Linked DNA regions of Oryzias latipes: region 2 is linked to region 1. A link is a contact called in public Hi-C data. All regions are on one chromosome and are shown on one strand. Each heading gives the region's core, a stretch centred on a gene start, on an enhancer-like site or on the middle of the called end of the contact. The rest is flanking DNA. Distances are from core to core; before and after follow the strand shown.

Evidence for each region. A called contact is a pair of places that touch in the nucleus more often than the background predicts.
Region 2: a contact with region 1 is called in a Hi-C map of gastrula embryo, with 2.6 times the contacts expected there. The contact joins two enhancer-like sites. A contact is called at or near these places in 5 of 5 Hi-C or Micro-C datasets (embryo, fibroblasts and gastrula embryo).

The regions. Positions count from the first base shown.
Region 1 is chr14:1,176,777-1,180,904 of ASM223467v1, forward strand. It overlaps robo4 (roundabout homolog 4), which reads left to right. Exons shown (of 19, transcript XM_023962267.1): 19 at 4,044-4,128. The coding sequence ends at 4,096. robo3 (roundabout homolog 3) reads right to left here. Exons shown (of 28, transcript XM_023962264.1): 24 at 2,982-3,181; 25 at 2,794-2,880; 26 at 2,528-2,695; 27 at 2,000-2,142; 28 at 1-583. The coding sequence ends at 572. Among protein-coding and RNA genes, the nearest start is that of LOC110013436, 3.8 kb to the right of the region's middle. Within about 2 kb of position 1,720, at least 5 of the 8 cell types and tissues checked have an H3K27ac peak or open chromatin away from gene starts, as enhancers often do. A contact at or near this core is called in gastrula embryo, where this site is marked.
Region 2 is chr14:1,331,265-1,335,392 of ASM223467v1, forward strand. No RefSeq gene overlaps it. Among protein-coding and RNA genes, the nearest start is that of robo3, 51 kb to the left of the region's middle. Within about 2 kb of position 1,742, at least 1 of the 8 cell types and tissues checked has an H3K27ac peak or open chromatin away from gene starts, as enhancers often do. A contact at or near this core is called in gastrula embryo, where this site is marked.

The DNA.
Region 1 (4,128 bases), core at 470-2,969:
TTCATGTGCCTCTCAGTTTGTCAGCTGGAGCAGCAGGGAAACCAGAAGAGAAAGGCGACATTTGGGATCCCGTCAGGAAAATGCTGGGAGTGCGGGCATCGTTCCAGGCTCCTTTTGGTTTTCTGAGCTCCTTTCCAAGCCTGCAAACACACTTTGTGCTTCACATCCTCTTCTGTTTTTCCATCACAACCAGAGTCCAGCAGTGGTTCTGCTATTCAAATGTTTTCATATTCAGACAAAAAACAACCAAAAAACATGGCACATTGGAGGGGAACGTCTTTCTGAAAACAGACTTTTTTTATGTTTTTTAATCATCATAAATATGAAACTTCTCCTTGCCTGCATCCAGAATCCACAAAGAAACATTACAGCAGAGGTATTTACAGAAGAATGGAGAGCTGTCAGCTCCAAATCATAAATAACTTTGAGAAGACTAAAAAGTCCGTCCTTTTCCCCTTCTTCACAGGAATGACACCGGAATGAATCTCGCTTCTTGAGCTTCCAGCTGAGCTCCCTTTATCCAGGGCGGGGTAATGCAGGCATCACGTCCCACCAGGAACCTCTGCTGTCCTTATCTCATGTCCTAAAGAGACACACGTTTGAGCCACGGGACAGCAGACGTCCTCACTTCAACAAACTCTGAACACAGAGGCATGTGCTTGTCATGTTCATCCTCACCTTTAGATAACGTTTGCTGGGCTTCTATCAACAGATAGTCATTCATGTTTGACATAAACCTGTCAGAATAAGAGTCTGAACGTGTTTTTGTGGAGCTTTTTCAGATCAAAATGCACTTCAGGAGACAGCTTCTTAGCAGTAAATGGCCTCTCTCTTTGACAGCATCAGGCTTACTTTGTTGAAGAGATCTTTTACGCATCCTCTAAGCCAGCAAGCTGCCTTGCTTGGCTCAGACTGCCAGGGTCAGGGGTCAGGGGTCAGAGGGAGGTGGCTGGAGCCGCCCAGGAGCAAGAGGTGACCTCTGTAAGCTTCCGCTACAACCACCCAAACTTCACTGCAGATTAATGCAATGCTTTTGTGTCTGAGTAAGAGCAGTCAGGGTCAGCTGGGAGGAAGTGTGGGAGCCTTCCTCACCCCTCTGTGGGGGGCTACGGGTGACAGCATGAGGTACATGGGGGGCCATGTCTGTGTTTGAGTGCAGGGCCAAAAAAAAGTGCAGATGTGCTTGTTACTCTTTGCAACATTCCCATGTCAGATGCGTGCTGAGAGCCACGCCTGGCACGCTTCCCATCCTGTCTCCTCACACGAGACGCTTTATGGCGTCGCCTCAGGAAACAGCCATGAACGTAACAAGTGCAGCTCTCGAGCAGCCGAGGGGTCACATCAGGAGACCTGGAAGCCCCCCTGCTACTCAGGTTCTCATTTTTCACAAACAAACTGAGCTTGTTCAGTGGCAGAGACAGAGGGAGGTTTTTAAAACCAAACTAAAGTGGACACGTTTACATCCATGTACACGTTCATCTAGAAGAGAGAATCCAAATGTCAGCTGCTGGGAGATGGTTTGGATAATGAATCCACTTTGAGATGAAAAGGGTTTTTTGGATTCGAGGGAAGAGGGACATCTGCTGGTTTCTTCAGACAGGGCTGAAGCTGCAGTCGGCTGTGGATCAGTGGACCTGCAGCCATGTCAGACCTGGTGAGGGAGCACAAACTCCCTGCAGACCTTTCTGGTAGACGGGCTCAGCTTGCTCCATTATAGAGCAGCCTGCAGGGGCTGCATTTAAAGCAGCAGCCCCACTGTGAAGTGCACCCTCTGAAGTGCACTCAGGAGTGACAGGCATGTAACCCTAATTGTTTGGTACTGTAAAACTCTCTGATAGACTGTGATGGCAGACGTGCCTGTGTGTGTGTGTGTGTGTGTGTGCCTGCAGGAGCTCTCTTCCTGCGTGCTTTATGGAGCAGATGTAATTATGGCTGCATGACACTAAACATGGCGTGAACAGGCTTTGTTCAGGCAGCGGTGGACAGAGGAGAGCTTTACCTCGCTGTGTTTCTGGGTGGAGTTAAGCCCTCGAGAGCCAGTGGATCCTCTGGAGGAGGAGCTTCCTGTGGTTGAGCAGTTACTAGACATCTGACTCCTGGAGAGATAACTGCCCTTACTGTTGTACGCCATCCCTTCTTCGTCTAGCAAGCCAAGAAAGAGACAGTTTGGAAAGCTATTAAAGCTTTTAGAAAATAAAGAAAGGATTTGGTCTTTAAATTAAAAATATGAACATTTTTAATGCACAAACAAGTAGTTTCCTTTAAATACAGTCAGTAAAACTCCTGTGAATTTGCCCCAAAAAAGAGATCCACCACGTAGATCAGGTTAAGAACGTAAATGCTGCAGAATCAAGATCTGCCAAACGGGATTGTGTGAAAAGGAACATGTGAAGAAACGTGTTTGAACATCAGAAGTGCAACTACCAACATGTTGACCAACAGTTCACCAAGAAAAATGGTTCTTTGACCTTTTTTCCACCTTCATCAAAATGAATGAATGAAGTCCAAAGGAAAAGCAGAGTCTTACTGTCAGCGTGCCTCTGAGCAGAGCTTTTCCGCTGCTGGCTGTTGCTGCTGTATTCCCTCCTCTCCAAAGAGGACAGGACTCTGTTTGACGCTTGGCCCGCCTCCATGCAGCCCTGCCAGCCCTGTGGTCCGTCCTCCTCTGAAGGGGGGTCAGGTGGGGGTGGAAGGTCTAAGCAGACAGAAATCAGGAGAGAAACTCATGAAATGCAAAACCAAACCAAAAAAAGTCATTTAAGCTCTAAAACTCTTTCATGCGTGGAAAATCACCTCCTTGCAGATCCCTCCTGTACGCAGAAGTTTTAGAGAGCTTTTTCTTTCCTCGTGATTTTTGGTAGGGAGGGGTGCATGCCTCTGCTGGGGAGGGGCAGTCATGTGCTGGATGAGAAACACAGGTGACACAGCTGAGAGATGAGATGCCCACTCGTGTCAGTGGGCCGCCGGGTTTGTCACCTTACCGGGTGTAGTTGTGCCGACAGCGCCTCCATCCTTGGTTGGCCCCTGGCTGTGAAAGCAGCGATGGGCGGGGCTTTGGCAGTGTGGCATGTAGCCCTCTGATGAGGCATGCTGCTGTTGGCTGGAGAGGTTTGGGTTGGACCGCGTCAGTGTTGGGCTGGGGGCCTGTGGTCCTGGCGTCAGACCGCAGGGTAACCTTCTGCTGTGGGAATGAAAGGCAGTGGGTTACTGGCTGTTACTGCCCAGATACTGTGAGGGAACTGAAGTGGAGTTAGAAAACACAAAAAAGTACACAGTTAAGAAAAAACAGAAATGTCTTCTTTTTTTTCATCTATCTATCTACATATTACTGGATTGGTCGTCACGTGACGTACGGCGTGACACACATGAGCCATTTCTATGCATTGAGTGAAGTAATGATGAGGTTCAAACAGGAACGCAAAGATTCACATAAAAACTCCGATGGAGAGGAATCCCTTCACAGGTCAGTGATGACATTTTAATAGAGAGAAGTCAGGCGCGGAAGAGTGACGGCTGTCTGACAAACAGACTCTCTCTCTTCATGCCATGTTGGGATGTAGTGCAGGAATAACGTTCATGCCTTTTACAAAAGGCTTTGCAGCTGAAGACTGTGTTTTAGACACGTTTACATCCATGCTGCTAAAGTCCCATAACTAAGCAAAACTACTTTGCTAATAATTTACACACCTGTAGGAAACAGCAGTTATAGTGGACTAGTAACTGGCAAATAGTTCATTTGTTTTGTTTGATTAAGAATAAAGAGAGCAACATCTATCAATCTTTCTTTATAATAAAACACAAATAAATGTATTTTTAGAACAATATCCTGCTCTCTCAAATGTTCTACAGATTCTTCATTGCCAAAAATTACTATAAAACTCCATGAGATGCAGTATTTTCATCAACTTATTAACTGGATTGTCTTTGAAAAGTCTACAGTTATTGGACTAGAAATGAAAAAAAAGGTTTTATTTTTCTGGCATTTTTTGAAGTTGTGCCATAGTTGGTCTTACAAAATTGTTTTGTTGTTTTTATTTTTGTAGGTTGGATTGTAAAGAAATCTTCCAAAGGAGTATCTTTGGAAGAGATTTGGTAGATTTGGAAGGACAGCTTCTGGAAAGTACTGCA
Region 2 (4,128 bases), core at 492-2,991, 150 kb after region 1:
ATCCCTTTATGAAGTCTATTTATTTTCATATTTGAATCAAAATTGAGTCATCGGCAAGATGGAAAACACACAACGCTGCTGTTTGTGTCACTCAGTTACCATAAACAAGTTTTAATTGTTTTTAATTGAATTTAAACAAGGAACGCTCACAGCTCTGCTAGATTACTTCCAAGACTTCCCTAGGGGGCCATTGCTAAAATGTACAGTCACAAACATGTAAGAAAACCTTGGAGAGAATTACATTCAGCAGCAAAGCAGTTAGAAATTAGCATATCCAGATGTAAGCAGTGTAATTGGATTTCATTGCTCTAATTGGATTTCATGTGCTGTGCAGCCACAGCTGTAGAAGTGGGGGTCTGGACTTCACAGAGGCCGCACACAGATGGCCACAACCGTGCTGGGAGAATATCAGACGAGTGTGAGCTGAGAATGTTAATGAAGCAAAAAGGGCCTGCACCAATGCCTGCCAATTATAAAGCTTCATGACAACTGTGGTGACGATCCCCTGGAAGCACAATTCCTTTATTTAGACACTGACAGACCAGCCTTTGAGGCTGTAAAACCAGAAGAGCTCTACTGCTTTTTTCCTCACTGTCTATTGGATGTTTTGCCACCAGGTCAGCGATGATGTACAAGGAAACAACTGGAATATTACATTTTTACAAAGGATTTGGAGCCTTGGCATGATAAGAAAAAGGGGAAGTCTTCCTTTGCTCTACAGAAACAGTCTTCTGATGTTTTGGCTCTCACATCATTTGCAGCATTGAGCCTCACATCATTCTGCTCAATCCAAAGTCATCTGAATTTTTTTTTAGCTGCTTCCCTGGCAGTCTTAAGGGATTTTCTCTAAGCAGTACCTTCTAAGTGAGGCTGTATGAGCACTGCCCATCAAAACCTTAAGGGGCAGTGAGGTACCCTCCATCCTGCCTGGGTACTCTGCTCCACCAGCTCCTTTTCTTTCAACTGCCTGCATTCATTGGTCTCATGAACGAGGTCCTTCAAGGAAACAGTGTGCTCCAGGAACAGGACGTCACTCCTGGATCCTGACAGAAGCTCTAGGTCTAGCTTCAGAGTGGCTTTCACAATCTGGTCCAGAATCCAGACCTTCCAGTCCAGATCGACTCTGCTGGAGTAGACAGAGGTTCAGCTGGTTGGCTCATTTGCATTTGGTCCTACTCTTATTCTCCCACACAAGCAAATGGCCCCTGCTGACTGCTATACTGTTTCAAACTTTACATTTCAAATTTACAGCAAAAAATTCTCATTTTTGGCCACATGGCAGTTAGACATGAAGTCCCTGGCTTCATGGGGATGTATAATGTTTTGGGCCAACTCACAGATTCACATTCATGGTGGGTTTTTTATTTAAAAGACAAAAGAAAAAATGGCCACACTAGCTGCACTCATCCCCAGGTTTCACGTTGACTTAAAAGGATCAAATACATTTTTTGTCTCCTAACTATTTGGTGAGATCAGGTAATATCACCTGTTCAGTGACATTAAAGGCTGCTTTTATCAGCAGAGAGAAAATTCATGTTTTCAACCTTTGCATTTACAATGATTGTTGAACATTTTAGGTGGTGCAGCATCAAACGGGTTTGAGGGGGACTTCATCTCGCAGTAGAGTCCAGATGTTCCCAGCAGGCCGAGTTCAGGAGTTTTTCTCCTGATCAGGACTAAAGAGCGATGGTCACTCGCCTGTGGAGTCCCTCTCCAATCATTACCATGTTAATAACAGAAGCAGGGAAGGGGGGGGGGGGGGGGGGGCTCTGAGGGAGAGCCAGAAGCTCTGCTTAATTCTAGATGATTAGCTCTAAGTTTCACCCCAGAATTCACTGACAGAAAAAACAACCCCTACTACTCTCATTAGCCATGTCCAGCTGCTTCAGTGACTCATGTGAACCTCCAGCATCTCTCCAAACTAACACTGCTGCCAGAAGACTCCAAACACACCATCAGTAATTTAGACTAATCCTAACTCCTCCTGACGCGGTAATGGAACCCTCCCTGCCAGCCAGACAAAATGACTGTGTGTTCCTGTGTGTCCATCCTCCCACATATTCTCCCCACCATCCCCTCCGCCAGCCAAAATGGCCGCTGTGAACAAAGAGACGGGCTTCCATCAGAATAAATGGGCAATTTAAGCCAGTGTTGAAGCAGCTGAGGGTTGCTTCATTCAAGTGGCTTTTCATGAATAACAAATCATTTGGTACCTGATGAGTCCAACAAGTGCTTACATCTGTTTTGAAAAATTGGGACATTTATGAACAGTTCGTTTGGAATTTAATTTTCTGTTTAATGTTTCAAGTATATTCACACGCACAGAGACATTTATGGATCCTAGAATAATAGCTGCATTTCATGTGTAATGCACAGCACGAGTCCAGACGTTTCTGAACAAGTCTGGATCCAAGGATGTTTGTCAAACTCAATTGTCTAATAACAAAAAGCTTAACACGGCTGTGAAATCCTGGCCCTAAAGGGACACAATTCATGCTCACAACATGTTTTTAAACGTACCCAGGCAGGCAACGTTTAACCAGATTTTCATTGGACTTGTCTTCACTGTGTTAGTATGTGTTCTGTTTATAACCCATTTGTCAAACTACAGAGTTCAGCTGATGAGCTGTAGTCAAAGAAATGACCTTTCTCCATTTTGTCTTTGGCCAACATGTGCGGATGCTGTGAACCTGTCACAGCTCGCCAAACAAGCAAGAATAAAAGCCTCAAGGCTGCGGCGCTTCTGCTCCGTCTCCATTCAGTCCACCGCTGAAAAGAAACTTGTGACAACCAAGGAACAACTATTGCTCGCCTTTTTCTTTTCAGGCAGTCTGTCAAGTAGACAGATCAGAAATGAGACATAAAAGGAAAAGAAGCTTTAATGGTTTCAATTCTACAAAAGAAAAATCCACAAAGAATTGACTGTCATTCTGTTGAATGTTGTTCAAATGAATGCCAGCAGGCTGTTCTGCTGTAATATTCAGTCTGCCTTTCCCATTTTCAATGTTTTGATGCTATTTTTGATCAATAAGGAAAGAGTTTTTGGTCTATATTTATATATATATATATATATATATATATATATATATATATATATATATATATATATATATATATATATATATATATATATATATATACATATATATATATATATATGTGTGGATATATTTTCAAAGACATAACCAATGACTAGAAATAGAATAATTCCTGAATCTGATTATGGACTTGTGTATGCTAAATAAACCCATTTGTAGCTCCTTTGTATTCATCTAAATCCTCTGTAGTTTATTGATCTCTGACAAAGATTGTCTGCAGAATTTGAGAATTTAGGAAACAAAATGAGTTTCAGAAGCAGCCCTGCAGTTGTGGGTCCACATGATTTAAAAACTACAACAGGTAAAATAGATAATAAGTAGATATTTCTCAAATTATATAAATTATAGAGAACATGGACCTTATGATCTTGATAGTGATGTGGATCCAGAGACACGTGTCTTTAATAAGTTCAAGGATACCTTCAGACATTGTTGCAAGGAACAACTCAGTGACGTTAAAACTGAGGAACATTTTCTGTGATTCATTTCAAATGTAGAAGTCTACCAAGAAACTTTAACAAAATTCAATCTTTTTTGGACACATTTAAAGGAAAATTTGAAGTAATTGCACCGTCAGAGACATGGATAAATAAAGTGAGAATAATTTGAAAGTTGAAGGTTATGTTTGTATTTCAATTCCTGAACAAATAGGATTGGAGGGGAGTTGCCCTTTATATTGACAACGGTTTAAAATGGAAACCGGTAAAATGCATGACTTCTGCTTTTGATGATTTACTGGAAAGTGTTGCTGTGGAAATGGAGTTACAAAAAAAAAAAAAATATGACTGTTGGATGCTTATCTAGGAAACCAGCATCAAACATTGAAACTTTTAAGGACAATTCAGCAGATATGTTCAGTAATCTAAACCAACATAAACAATTAATAATCTGTGGAGACTTCAATATGTTTCTCATAAAGCTTGATTCACATTTACAAACATCTACTTTTTTCGATTCATTATATAGTAAAGTTTGGGTTTTGTTCTAATAGGTCTACAGATTTGGCTACAATGAAAATTGTTGAAGAAAT